3 separate regions of the Mus musculus genome follow, and regions 1 and 3 are each linked to region 2. The links are chromatin contacts, called in public Hi-C and HiChIP or PLAC-seq maps. All regions are on one chromosome and are shown on one strand. The core of a region is the stretch at or near the end of the contact, and the rest is flanking DNA. Distances in the headings are between cores, read along the strand shown. Region 1 holds the start of Casp1 (caspase 1). Region 2 holds the start of Gria4 (glutamate receptor, ionotropic, AMPA4 (alpha 4)). Region 3 holds the start of Kbtbd3 (kelch repeat and BTB (POZ) domain containing 3).

Region 1 (4,648 bases), core at 676-3,175, 500 kb before region 2:
GCATATGATAACCATTTTTCTTCTAGTGAACAAGAAAATTATTGCAGGCACAGATAACTATAGAGATTCATGGTTGGCAGCTACTATGTGCTTTGATAATTGGTGTATGATAAGGTGATAGAAAACTTGAGAGAGGAAAACCTAGACACAGACTGAAAGTAGTTAGAAGCAGGAAGAAGTAGTCAGACTGCATTTTTGAGTTTCAGATTTGAACAACTGTCAGTGATGACAGCATTGACTAAGAAAACTGCTAAGAAGTAGAATGGGGAAGAATGACAAGTTTATCTTTGGGGGTTGTTCAGCTAAAATGTCCAGAAAAAATGGGAATAAGTGCACTAGACACTTGAATTAGGTTTCATACCTAACTAGGGAGATAAGACTTGGACACAGACTCAGAAAGTTTTGTATAAATACACAAGAACTGCCTTGCTCAAACAAGATATACAGAGAATAAGAGGAAAATATGAGTTATTCATAGCACCCCCCAAACTTGCTTCAGTCTTGGTATTATATGAAGATAATAATGCAAAAGAGATGAGGATCCAGCGAGTATTATTCCTCTATCAGTATGGGTACCTGAGGATGAAGGATGTCCTCCTTTAGAATCTTCTGTAGCAACAAATGTTTCAGCTGATGGAGCTGAAGAGAGACAAAAGAAATGAATTCACCATAGCAAGGTCATCCTTGGTGAGACTGAGGCCAATGTGTGCTACAGGAGACAAGGCAGAAGGAATAGGAATAGTCATGAGACACACAGCAGAGCCACAGACACAAAAATGGGAGTCTGGAGCTGAAGGTGAGTGGTTGTCTTTAAACTACATAAGAAATATATCAATTAGACATTGGTTATCCAAATATATAGACTCTCAACTTGGTCTAAGATTCAGGCTCTTACCTGATTGAAGCTCCAGAATTCCTGCCAGGTAGCAGTCTTCATTACAAATGTAAGTGATAAAGATTTGGCTTGCCTGGGGCCCTTTTTTAGAGACATGATCACATAGGTCCCGTGCCTTGTCCATAGCAGTAATGTTTGCAAGTTTTATTTTATCCATTTCTTCCTGATTCAGCACTCTCTTCTCTAAAAGTTCATCCAACAATCCATTTATTGTCCCTATACTCACTGAGTTGATAAATTGCTTCCTCTTTGCCCTCAGGATCTTGTCTGTTTAAGACACAAAGAATTCTCAAATCAAGAAAACAGTTGCGTGTTCCTTTCATGTAAAGAAAGCATACTGTCTTTCAGAGTGAATCAGCAAAATGTCCCTTTCACATACAGCGTTTCCCTGCTCTCTCTCTCTCTCTCTCTCTCTTATTTTTTCCTATCTCTGCTCCACATTTGTCCTTCAACATTACACAAAAGCATACAGTATGAGGCACATATCTTTCTGTTAGAACTCAAGAAGCATAAACCATTTTCTTTTGCTGCCACCATCTCTGTCACTCATTCAGTTCCCTCTGTCTAACTAGGGACTCTTACTAGCTAAGATTGCAAAAAACGATGGCAACAATGGCAGGATACAAGTAAAGGTCCTTTCTGACCCTGGCCAGAGATTAAGACGTCAAGAATCTTCTGTGCAGATTTCTAAATAGTCTTCACTTTGCCCAGATTCAGCTCACCTAAATAACTCCAGAAACTAATGATGGCTTTCAGAAAAGCGAGTCCCTTTCCAAATGACTTATTGTCCAAACGAGTTCTTTTAATAATAGAGAAAACTCACCAGCCATGGCGTTTCTTTTCTACACCGCAGAGCTACTGAAACTGAAAGCATATTGTTAGTTCCTTTCCAACAGGGCGTGAATACAGATTGAGAAATAACCACAATTGCTGTGTGCGCATGTTTCTTTCCCTAATTAAAGTTAGGTTTAAATGCTCAAGTCTGAAAAGGATTCAACCGCGGAAATGATTCTTCTTCAACACTTGGAAGAGCTCAGGAAAGGAAGGGAGTGAGTCTTAGTCATCAAGAAAGAAAGGAGCTGTGACAACAAGTCCAGGAAGAGAAGGTAGAGAATCTGTGGGATTCACAGGAGAGGAACAAGTAGGCAGGGAAGGCTGCCACACGTGTTTCTGCTGCAGGGCTGGGCCTGAGACTCTGGGATCAGAGCTGGGAGAACAAAGAGAGAAGAGAAGAACTGTAGTCAATATACTGTTTTCTGGCTTGTAAGTCTGTGGGCTAGCAGGAGTGCCTGTTGTAGTTGGGGGCTGGAATTAGGTAATGAGTAGTGGAAAAAAGCATATGAGGCAGGGCAGTAGAGATAGGCTGAAGTTACTGCTCCTGTTCCGTTGCAGAGTTAGACAGACAGCAGGATTGGACTCGGAGGACCAGAAGCAGAGGTGTGCATCTACTGTCAAACTACTTGCTTCCCTGGCAGGGGATGCCCTTGAATAATTAGCCTGCTGGGCATAAGTATCGTCGATAAGGATACATCAAGATGCTTATGTCCAAAAAAAAAAAAAAAAAAAAAAAAAAAAAAAAAAAAAAGCCAACAACCAGCCAACCAAACAAACAACAAACACCCATAGCTCTACCTTAAAGGTAATAAATAGATTAGTTTTGTTGGGTTTTTTTTTTGTTTTTTGTTTTTTTTGTTTTTTTTTTTTTTGCTGGAGTCTATACCCAAGAACACTGATTTAGGTTACCCCAAATTCCAAGATCCAACTTGAAAAACTTTTCATCAGGTATTTCTAGTTTTGGAGAACAAAGAAAGGTATAAGTCAAGGCAAGTTTAAAATGCATCAACAAGCTTAAAAAGCAGATACATTGATGTGGGGGAAAGGTTTCCTATAATCATAAAATGACAGTATTAGCTTTCTGATTGGTTAAATTGCATGTTCTTCTATGTTAATAGCTTCTAAGAGGTTTTAATTTATGACCACAAGGTGTTACTTCAGATACAGAGTGGACCAAGGAATGGTTGTTTTAGAAGGCTAATACTAATCTAAGATGTAGTAGTTACCGTCTGCACCTACAAAATTCCAAACTTTCTACAGTACAGCAATTCCAATTGTCTGTCCATCTCAGAAGACACAAAACCTTCTTCCAGGAGAATTCTGTTCACATCCAGACATAGCTTCTTTTCTGGAATTTTCCTTCACCATTGTGATTAGATACCTGGCTCTTGGCTTCTTTATTTTGTTTCCTGTAACATACATAATCAAGAAATATAAGCTTAATTTAAATTCTTAACAGAAGAAAGAAATGGTTTTCAACAACTGGCTTTGTTTTTTGTTATGAGTTATATATATCTGCAACAATTGAAGTGAAGCTTCAAGAGAGACACCTAGGCTTCTCATTTACAATAGCAACTCTAATCTAGAAAGGAAGACAGGAAATTAGAAAATACAACTCCACTGAGCAGTTATTAGGGGAAACCCATGGCAATGCAGCTAGGCAATGCAGAGTCAGGTGGTAAATGGAAGGTTGGGACAGTGGGGTATACACTTTAGGAAAGAAAGAATTTACAGCACCTTGAATTATGAGTTGGGGTGTTGTCCTGGATAGTTTTATATCAACTTGGCACAAGCAAAAGAAAAAAAAAAGCCTTTTCACTTTGAGATAGTCTTGTAAATGTTTACTGTGAAATAAGGAAATCAAGTAACCTTGCTTCCCCACAATCTTAGGGTGCAAAGGTCCAAACGAAGCCCTATATAAACCCTGACAGTGCTTAGATTAGATACAGAAGCCTTTTACTCTGTTTTTAGGTGTGCTTAATAAAAATGTTTCCTTTATACAGAAACCACAGACAATAATGAAAATCAATATAAATTAAAAAAATAGAAAGTTAAGATCTGATAAGAAGAATAGGTATTTTGGACAGTAATTGATATGCTACTAGTATGAGGGATATTGGATAAGATGTTGAGTTTTGACACATAGTAGAGGCTCTCCCACAGCTAGTATGAGAGGAGTGAGAACTCAAGATTTCAGTGTCTGTGCAGGTGGCTGTGGAGAAGGGGCATCTGACAAAAATATGAGATACTGGGGTGAGATCAAAGAGAGTATGCTAATGAGAGAAGTCCGATTCTGATGCATACAGTACACTAGAGGCTTACAATGAGAATTCCTTCATTCCACAAGGACACTTGATGTGCAGATACTCTTGTTAATCTGACTGGTTTTGAAATTCCATAGGAGACCTTCTTGTGTCTTTGAAGTTGTTTAAGAAGTAGAGTAGTTGAGAAAGGAAGATAAGCCTTTTGAGGGAGAAGGTGAAGCCATGATGTTCATGGAAACCCAAACGAAATAAAAAGGGTTGTAACAAGTTGAGTTACTGGGATTAAACAATTGCTGCTTTCTGACATTAGATGTAATATGACCTGGGTCTCATGATCCAATGTTCTGGCCTCCCTTCCAAGGTGATTTTCTGCCACCTTAACTGTGAGTGAAAGTAACTTTTGTGTTTCTTCATTTGTTCTTTTAAGGTATTTGTCATAACACTGATAAAAGTAATAAATGTGGCAGGTAAGCTGGCAACAGAGACATACTATTTGGGAGCATGTTTAAAATCTATTAAGTGAAGCTATTTGAAAGGAAAGAATTCATTTCAAAAGAAGGTTCTAGTTGCAAATGGAGCTCTGACATATTTATGAAAGAGAACTTTCTTGATTAAGGAAGTTTTGAATTAAGAAACTAAGGCAATCGTTTTAAAC
Region 2 (4,161 bases), core at 590-3,089:
CGAAGGGTTTAAAATACATTCTCCAAACTACAAAATAGGTCACTCGTCACATGTAATAAAAAGACATGAATGATATTTCTAGTTGCTTGAGGAATCTCCACTGTGTTTACTGCAATGATCACACTGGATCTTATCCCACCAACAAGCTTTCTTTTTTGATTACATGCATGTGAATTCAAAATCATCAAAGCAAATTTAAAATGTTTTCAAAACAAAACAAAAATGAGAAATACTGATGTGATGAATATATAAATTAGTTATTTGGTACCCCAGCTAATATTAATAAATCATAATATCACTAGGAACCCAACAAATATATATGCCTGGATATAATCCATTTTTTTTTTTTATTAAATGAAACAAGAAGGGGGAAGGCAACCTGAAGAGATAAAGGTAACACGTATTTCAAGAAGGATTTTACCAGGTAAATTCTTGCTGCAATTTGATATACGTCATCAGCTTCCCCTTTACACATTTTATCAGACACACTCAGGCACTTGCTTTATTCTTTTAAAAATGTGATAAGAGGTGCTATTCCATTTTCACTAACTTCTTTTTGTTTGTTTATGAGAGTGTAATTGAATTACTACAATTCTCCCTTTCATTGCCTCCCTCCAAATCCTCCCATACTCTAAACCCCTCCCTACTCATCTTAAAATCTATGGCCTCTTTTTCAATTGTTCATGTGATAATATATATCACATGAATATATATATATATATTCATATATATATATATTCATTCTAAATATAAACTTGCTAAGTCCATGAAATATTACTTGTATGTGAGTGAACTGTTTGCCCAAGGACTACCAATTGGTTTGTTATTCTGTGGAAGACAATCTCCCCCACTCCCAGTTCTCCTCAGTTGTCTATAGTTTTTGAGTAGGGTTGAGTTCTCCTAGGCTTCCCTCCTGGACTTTAAACTATATCATTGAAGACCTAGGTTACTGTCATTTCTCCTTAGGACATATTATTTTGTATTGGGATATTAGAAAGCTATCTTCCATATTGTCTACAGGTACTGCAATCACCTCCTTTGGAGGTGTCCCAGCCTCTTCCCATAAAACGACAGCGAGTGAAATGACAGCTTTAAAGGTGACTCTGTGAACAAAGTGACAATATTCCTAAAATCCTAGCTTAATTCCTTTCTACTTTCTTATACAAACTCAAACTAACTTGCTGACTTCATCTGCAAAAGCCATGCCTTCTTGGAGGTGACTGTAAGTAGAATGAGTTTTCCAAACCCCAAGCAAAGGAGATGTGTATGGAGAACACATACACAACAACACACACAATACACTCACCACGACACACACACACACACACACACACACACACACACACAAAATGCAGGAAAGCATCCTTTTGGGTAAATCACTGAATAGAAATGAACTGCAGCCTTTAAGTAGTTTTCTTAATTTATACTTCTCAATGTTAATTCCTAATTCTGCCTAGTGCCCTTTAAAGAACATACTAGAGGTCTCTGAGTGTGTCTTGCTAACCACCACCACCCCTCTGGTCTCCTCTTCCTCCCTTGCCCACCCCCTCACACACACCTCCCTTTTCTATCCTGTAAACTTCTCTGACTTTCACTACCCTTACCTCCTACCTCCTCCAATTCTTCCCTTCTAGACCCCAGCCTCATCACCTCGGGGCTGCCTTGTCCCCCTCCTCGCTCCTCTCCTTCTCTGAGTACCTTTACCGCATCCATCCGCATCAAGGGCTTTGCAGATTCCCCTGGTTGTTTGCTGGTGAGAAATCTTTGCTGCAGTTGCAGCAAGGAAGTCTCCCCTCGCGTGCGCGCGCTCGCTCGCTCGCGCGGGCGCGCAACCCAATAGCAGAAGCGGACTAGGCTGGGCAAGGCTGAGAGGAAAGGGCTGGGAGCCGGGAGGCAGCTTGTCCTCCCGCGAGCCTGCAAGGATGCTGCAGGGGACTGAGACCATGGGGAGGTGCTAACTTCCTCTCCAACCCCCCAGCCCGGGATCCGGGCTGGCATACCCGGCCCCCCGGGGTAGTTTCCTGCCAAGCTCAACCAAGAATCCAAAGGCGACTTGGAGGGCATAAAAAGAAAAACACTGGTTCTGAAGAGGGGCCCCCACCTCCAGAGCCGGTTCCTCGGCAAACGCGCGGAAGGTAGGAGGAAGGGGATCAGATACTGGAGACTGTACGCCAAAACCCCAGCCTGAAGACTCGCTCCAGAGCCTCCCTGAAGACCTGGGCGATCTGGTGAGTACAGGCTGGGGGAAAGGGAATGGGAGGCGAGGAGCAAGGGGCAAGGGGTGAGGGGCCGTGGTGGGAGTGCGCGCTCCGGTACCGAGGCACTGGAGGCGCTCAGGGATGCTGTAGCCCGGGCGGGGGTCGGCTGTGAGCTGCAGAGCGCGTGTGGCGCCCGCAACCGTGTGGATGTGAGCAAGGGAGCGCAAGGGAGCCACAGACAGAGCGCATGTCTCATCTCTGTGAGCAGAGCAGCAGCTAGACTGGCCACCACCATCTTCTGCATGAACATTATCAGCAGGACAGAAAACCTCCCCCAGGGCTATGGAGACTGCGGGAAACATCTGGCAGCTGGGGATGGATTGTTGAGGGAAAGCTGTCATAACCTAAAAGCACCCAAACCTTTTCTTCTCTCTCTCTCTCTCTCTCTCTCTCTCTCTCTCTCTCTCTCTCTCTCTCTCTCTCTCTCTCTCTCTCTCTCTTTGAATTTTAGCGCCATCATCTTCAATGCCTCTCTGAAAATCATTTAGCAAGAGTGAGAGAAAGAGAGGAGAGCGCGCACCAGGGAGAGGAGCAAAGAAGATGAGGATTATTTGCAGGCAGATTGTCTTGTTGTTTTCTGGATTTTGGGGACTCGCCATGGGAGCCTTTCCGAGCAGCGTTCAAATAGGTAAGAAGAACTGGGGAAGAGGTGCATGTAGCTGATGTGAGGTAAATGAGTTGCAGATAAGGAATTCTATGGAGGAGCTTTCCCTTTTCAAACAGACCTTCTGGGTGCAAGTTCAGGCTAGCACACCCAACCCTGATTCAAGTTCCTTCTTGCTCTACAGTAGGTTAAAGTAGGAATGAAAGAAGTTGAGGAAGGAGAAAACAATAAACAAACAAACAATCAAACCTTCATGGACTTTGATTGCATTTTATACTCGTTTTCTTTTAATCTCGTTTTCGTAGAACAAGAGGAAATGCCGAGTTTTATTTTGTGTTCGTTTTTGTTTGTTTGTTTGTTTTTTTTAACCCACTTTTTGCTATTCTGCAAGCTGCAGCATTCTCGCTGTTACAGAAGGAGATGGGGGGAAAGGCATTTTTTGCCCTCACTTCTTTCCTTGTTGCCTTGCCAGTTGGCAGATTCAAATGTTAGACCCTTTTCGAGGAACCTTCGTTGGTTTTATTTTGCTTTTGACTTAAGCTTCTGTTCTGTATCTCCCCACCCTCGTTTCTCGCGACCCTCCCTTCCTCCACCATGATTGCCATTCTCCTCTCCTGTCTGTTGATGGGACTCGGCTATTGAATTTCTTCCAGCCCAGCCCAGCCCAACCTCAAACACTGCATCATTTGTGTGTGTGTGTGTGTGTGTGTGTGTGTGTGTGTGTGTGTGTGTGTGTGTGTGTGTACTGTGCACAAAACCGAACTAATTGGACCGGGTACACAAAATCGGGGGCCAAGCTAAGTTCTCTTCCCTTCTAAACCTTCTAAACCTGCTCTCGTGTGCGCCTTCATGTACCTTCGTTCAGGTCCTGTATTGTAATGGAAATCTCTTCTCTATCCATCTGCATATTCCCTGCTAGAGAAAGATGTCCTGAACTGGACTGGCTGATACAATGATGTGATGGGAGAATCCTAAAGAGGGCAAGGGAAAGAAAGCAAGATACACAAAATTGTCTCAGAGGTCATTGTGATCACGACAGATTGAAGCAAGAAAAAGCTGAAATGCCTTAAAGACTAAAACATTAAGCATGCATTGCAGGGACAAAAGGCAGCCCCTATGATATGGCAAAGAGCTCCTTAATTGTGTGTGCTTGCGGTTGGAGATATGTTTGACAGTCATGGAACTAGGTGTAACATTTAAAACAGGAATCATTGAGTGAGTATTTCCTGCTGTCTTTCATAGGTGGTCTCTTTATCCGAAACACAGACCAGGAATACACTGCTTTTCGGCTAGCTATCT
Region 3 (4,395 bases), core at 1,667-4,166, 490 kb after region 2:
AACAGACTATATTGAAATTATAAAAATTAGTTTAAAATTTTAATAGCTCAAGAATTAGGCTTAGCAATAAATCCTTGTTATAAAGTAATGATTTTATTAAGTAATTTATAAGATAAATTAAAATAAGGATGGGCTGTGTTCTACTTCATCTGGACTTTATTTCATTAGAGCATCCAGTCACTAATATCTAGATATGGAGTTTACTATAGAAGTTATGTAAAAGCACTGTATTAATCAGCATTCTCTAGCACCGTAGAACTTATAAAATAATTCTCCCGCCTCTCTCTCTCTGCATGCACACACACACACACAAACACACACACACACACACACACACACACACACACACACACACACACCGGATTATATATTATAACCTGGATTTTTGGAAGGACTTACAGGCTAAACCAAAAATAGCTATCTGTAATCTAGTAGTTGCTCAGTTTCAGCTGGTCTTCTGTCTATGCAGGAATCCTGAAGAAGTAGGCTTCAGTGCCAATTAAGGAACAGATATGATCTAGTGGAACGAGAGCTGTTTTGGAGAATATGACAGACATACATACACCTACACTTTCTATATTTTCTTTCTTTTTGTGTTTATTATCTAGTGCTGCTACTTCTGCATATTTTGTATGCTCTTTAAATCCTCTAGCTACTTATACAAATCAAAAACTATTATTATCTCTATTTTATAGATGGGGAAATAAGTACTTTGCACAAGGTCACATACAATGAGTAAGTGGGAAGCTGGTATGTAAACTCAAATACTCTGACTCTGGAGGGCTTGCCCTCATCCATTACAATACTAATCTTTTTGAGGATGTATTGTTGACACCTAAATGATGAGAAGGTAAATCAACAGAGAAATTATATAAAGCCCTCAAATGAAAAAGGAGTCTTTTGGTTTTAAAAAGTTAGAGGTAGCCATTACTGTCCACAGAAGACAGAGATGCAGAAAACAAGTAAAGGACCTATGATTCTAAAGTCAAGAACCATTAACTTCTAATGTGGCAGTAATTTGATGTTCCAGTTTTAGAATATATTTGTAGCTCATAAGTGACATAAGTTGAAAGAAGGTTATTTGTTGGAACATTTAGAGTAATTATTGTGGAAGGTACTATTTTAAACCCAGGACAGTGCATAACTAGACATGAGGGTTTTGGTTTTTTTTGTTTTTAATTTACTTATTTTATGTAAATGAATGCTCTATCTGTATGTACACCTGCATGCCAGAAGAGGGCATCATCAGATCCCAGGGTAGATGGTTGTAAGCCGTCATGTGGTTGCTTGGAATTGAACTCAAGCCCTCTGGAAGAGCAGACAGTTCTCTTAACAGCTGAGCTATCTCTACACCCCACTAGACACGAGTTTTAATACGAAGTTGCATCTCCAGCTCAGTGACATGGCAAAAAGCAAATATGGTCCATCCCTCTGGAGTGATTGCTAGAATGGCCATCATCTTCTGTCTGTCTGTCACTGGCATACACATTAGAAATTTCTCCTTCTCTGTTAGACACTTAGCATAACATGCAATTCCAGTACTCTTATCTTTAAATACATATCAAACAACAACAACAAAAAAATCCCCATCTCTTGACTTCCTATTCTCCCCTAGGCACCACTGTAATTTTCTACTCCTTATCCAGGATAACAAGCTTGACAATACTCTTTTGGTACCATTACGTCCAGTCATCATGAACCTAGTCATGTTCCTCTTTTGTCCTACTTGAACTGCTCTGGCCCACGTCACCACACTATCATCAAAAACACGGGGAAAGACACTATAACAGGATTCTTAGCTACATAGGATGAAAAACAGAACTTGAATTATTATAATTACTGATAAGGGTATTAGTGCTTGCTGTCTTTATTCATCCCCACATTGCTTACTGTAGCTTTTTCTGTGTGCTTCAGATACCTTGTCACATTATGAGGTCTTTGCAATATTCACATCTTAAATAGCACCTCACTCACTCTTTTAACAGATAAGGGGTTATATCAAGATAGCAATGTCTGTGTGTGAGTGACTCAAACTGCCATGTAGCTGCAGAAGACTCGAGGGGTGTGTAATATCACAAAAAATGTTAATGGGAATAAGTACAGATCAGACTATACCCATCTCTAGGAATACAGAACTAATGGACAGTGGTTGTGTAGATTAGATTATTGCTAGCTTTCCCAGATACTTTCTGGCCACCTTAGAAAGGTTGAATCAGCATGACACCTATCTACCATCATCCACGAAATCCACATTCATCTGCAGAGACCAACTTTTCCATGGACCCTAACTCGTCCTCGACTTTGTTCAAATGGATGTTCACAGAAGAGCACCGACATCCATCTACACAAGCAACCAAGGAAACAGAAATGCACTGGTGTGACGGCAGGAAGAACAGCATGAGGCATCAAGGTGCGCAGAACCCTTGAGGGGCACAGCAAAGCTTAGAGGGCTTGCACCACCGATTCTGTTCTCGGTTGGCCCGGGGTAGACAGGGAGGTCTGCGGAGGGCCCATTGGCAAACGAAGGGAAGGGTCACCTCCCTGCCGGCTGCCATATAGAACTCCCTGTGCAGAAGGCTCCTCGCTGCGGACCTTTCCTTTCCGGAGCGCTCACGAGATGCACCACAACCGAGAGTAGTAGGAGCCTTGCCTCCAACAGCCAGATTCAAGCCGGTCCAAGCCGGTCCAAGCCCACTCCTCCCTCAAACCGCACAGCTCACCCACCTGCAACTGCAGTCGGTGAAGTCTCCACCCAGGCCCAGCCTGTAAACTCCGGCTGCGATTGGCTTGTGCGACTGTCTCGTTAGCTCTTTCTCCAGAGTGAGCAGCTAAAACGGTTCTGAGAAACTCTGGTCCCGCCCTTTCCGAGGAGAGCGAGCTAAGCTCACAAGACGTCACGCCGTGCCGCAGAGCTCTGGGTTGACTCTGAATCTCCGCCCCAAACCGCCCTGCCGGCTTCCGTAGGAGACGTACAGGTTGGGGGCGAAGCTGCGTCAGGCCACGCCCCCACGCTCAACCCTGAACTAAAGGTGGGGGTGGGGGGGTCTGTGAAACTTCTAAGCCGGGCGTCCAGCTACTTCGCACAGACGCCTGAAAAGGGGTGGAGCCTGGTAACGTCTGTTGCGAGGTGCTGCCCCTTTGCGCAGACTCCGGAGCGACGGGGCGTGGCTACGTCAGCGTCTGCTCTACCTGGCTTGAGGATCAGCGGACCGAGCCGGTCGTATGGTGTTCCCCGCTAAGAGGCTGTGCGTGGTGCCATCCATGGAGGGCGTTCGTTGGGCATTCTCCTGCGGTACCTGGCTGCCAAGTCGAGCCGAATGGCTTCTGGCGATGCGGTCTATCCAGCCGGAGGAGAAGGAGCGCATCGGCAAGTTCGTGTTTGCCCGCGACGCCAAGGCAGCCTTGGTACTTGAGGCCTGCGACTTTTGGGAGGCGGGCCGGGCTGCGGACTCCCACGTGCGCTCGTGGCGTTGCGGTCTCGGAGCCTCCGGAGTGCGTGCGACCGTCTTCAGCCTTCGTATCCCGGAGGCCTGGGTCACTCACATCTAGTCTTCCCTTGTGAGGTTGCCTGTGGAGACCCTTACCCTAAAATTGGAGGCGGGGCCTATGGAGTAATCGTCTGTTTACTAATGAATGTGTTTATACTTTGAAACTTAGAAGCCATAAATATACTTTCTAAGCAGTGTACTTATGCGATTAGTAGATAGCAATACACACCGTGTGTTTTATGTCTGAACAGGCTGGTCGTTTGATGATAAGGAAATTAGTTGCAGAGAAATTGAATATCCCTTGGGATCATATCCGTCTGCAGAGAACTTCAAAGGGAAAGCCGGTTCTTGCGAAAGACTCGTTGAATCCATATCCCAATTTCAACTTTAACATCTCTCACCAAGGGGACTATGCAGTTCTTGCTGCAGAACCTGAGGTACAGGTTGGCATTGATATCATGAAGACTAGTTTTCCAGGTGATGGTTCACTTTTATGACATATTAAGTGTTTTATGTCTCAGATCTTAACTATTAGGCAGTTGTAAGTTTACTGGCAGTACTTAATTTACTGATAAAACATTTAACCAAAAAGGATGCATTTCCTTTAACTTTTATCTATAGAGACAGTAGATTCTATATTACTGTACCTTTTAACCCCTTTAAATTGTTAGCTACATTTTCTTTAGGTATCATCATTTTTCTAAGTATTTTTGTTTTTTTCTTGTTACAAAATAAGCGAGGCTGAATTACAAAGATGAGCTTCTTTAAGCTCATTGTTCTGAGTTCAAGGAAACCCTTGAGGACTGGGATAATAAGTTTATTAATGAAGGTGGTACCCGCTATGGCCTTGCAGTGCTCTTGTATTGGCAATTAAGCTTCAGCATGAATTTTTAAGAAGCCTTTTTGA

The links. A called contact is a pair of places that touch in the nucleus more often than the background predicts. HiChIP or PLAC-seq counts read pairs in DNA pulled down with a chosen protein or histone mark.
Region 1: an H3K27ac HiChIP or PLAC-seq map of SST interneurons shows a contact between it and region 2, with 6 times the contacts expected there. The contact joins the promoter of Casp1 here to the promoter of Gria4 in region 2. A contact is called at or near these places in 5 of 39 promoter capture datasets (the HPC-7 cell line, embryonic stem cells, hippocampal neurons and 2 more) and 1 of 115 datasets of contacts at active chromatin or transcription factors (SST interneurons).
Region 3: a contact with region 2 is called in a Hi-C map of cortical neurons, with 3 times the contacts expected there. The contact joins the promoter of Kbtbd3 here to the promoter of Gria4 in region 2. A contact is called at or near these places in 1 of 39 promoter capture datasets (hippocampal neurons) and 2 of 484 Hi-C or Micro-C datasets (cerebellum and cortical neurons).

What each region holds. Positions count from the first base shown.
Region 1 is chr9:5,295,794-5,300,441 of GRCm38.p6, reverse strand. Casp1 (caspase 1) reads right to left here and starts at 1,925. Exons shown (of 10, transcript NM_009807.2): 1 at 1,719-1,925; 2 at 896-1,162; 3 at 577-639. The coding sequence starts at 1,725.
Region 2 is chr9:4,793,912-4,798,072 of GRCm38.p6, reverse strand. It overlaps Gria4 (glutamate receptor, ionotropic, AMPA4 (alpha 4)), which reads left to right and starts at 1,839. Exons shown (of 17, transcript NM_019691.5): 1 at 1,839-2,228; 2 at 2,710-2,886; 3 at 4,105-4,161. The coding sequence starts at 2,799. Gm46100 (predicted gene, 46100) reads right to left here and starts at 1,769. Exons shown (of 2, transcript NR_165471.1): 1 at 1,699-1,769.
Region 3 is chr9:4,308,264-4,312,658 of GRCm38.p6, reverse strand. Kbtbd3 (kelch repeat and BTB (POZ) domain containing 3) reads right to left here and starts at 2,916. Exons shown (of 3, transcript NM_001164574.1): 1 at 2,725-2,916. Aasdhppt (aminoadipate-semialdehyde dehydrogenase-phosphopantetheinyl transferase) reads left to right here and starts at 3,165. Exons shown (of 6, transcript NM_026276.3): 1 at 3,165-3,405; 2 at 3,740-3,965. The coding sequence starts at 3,223.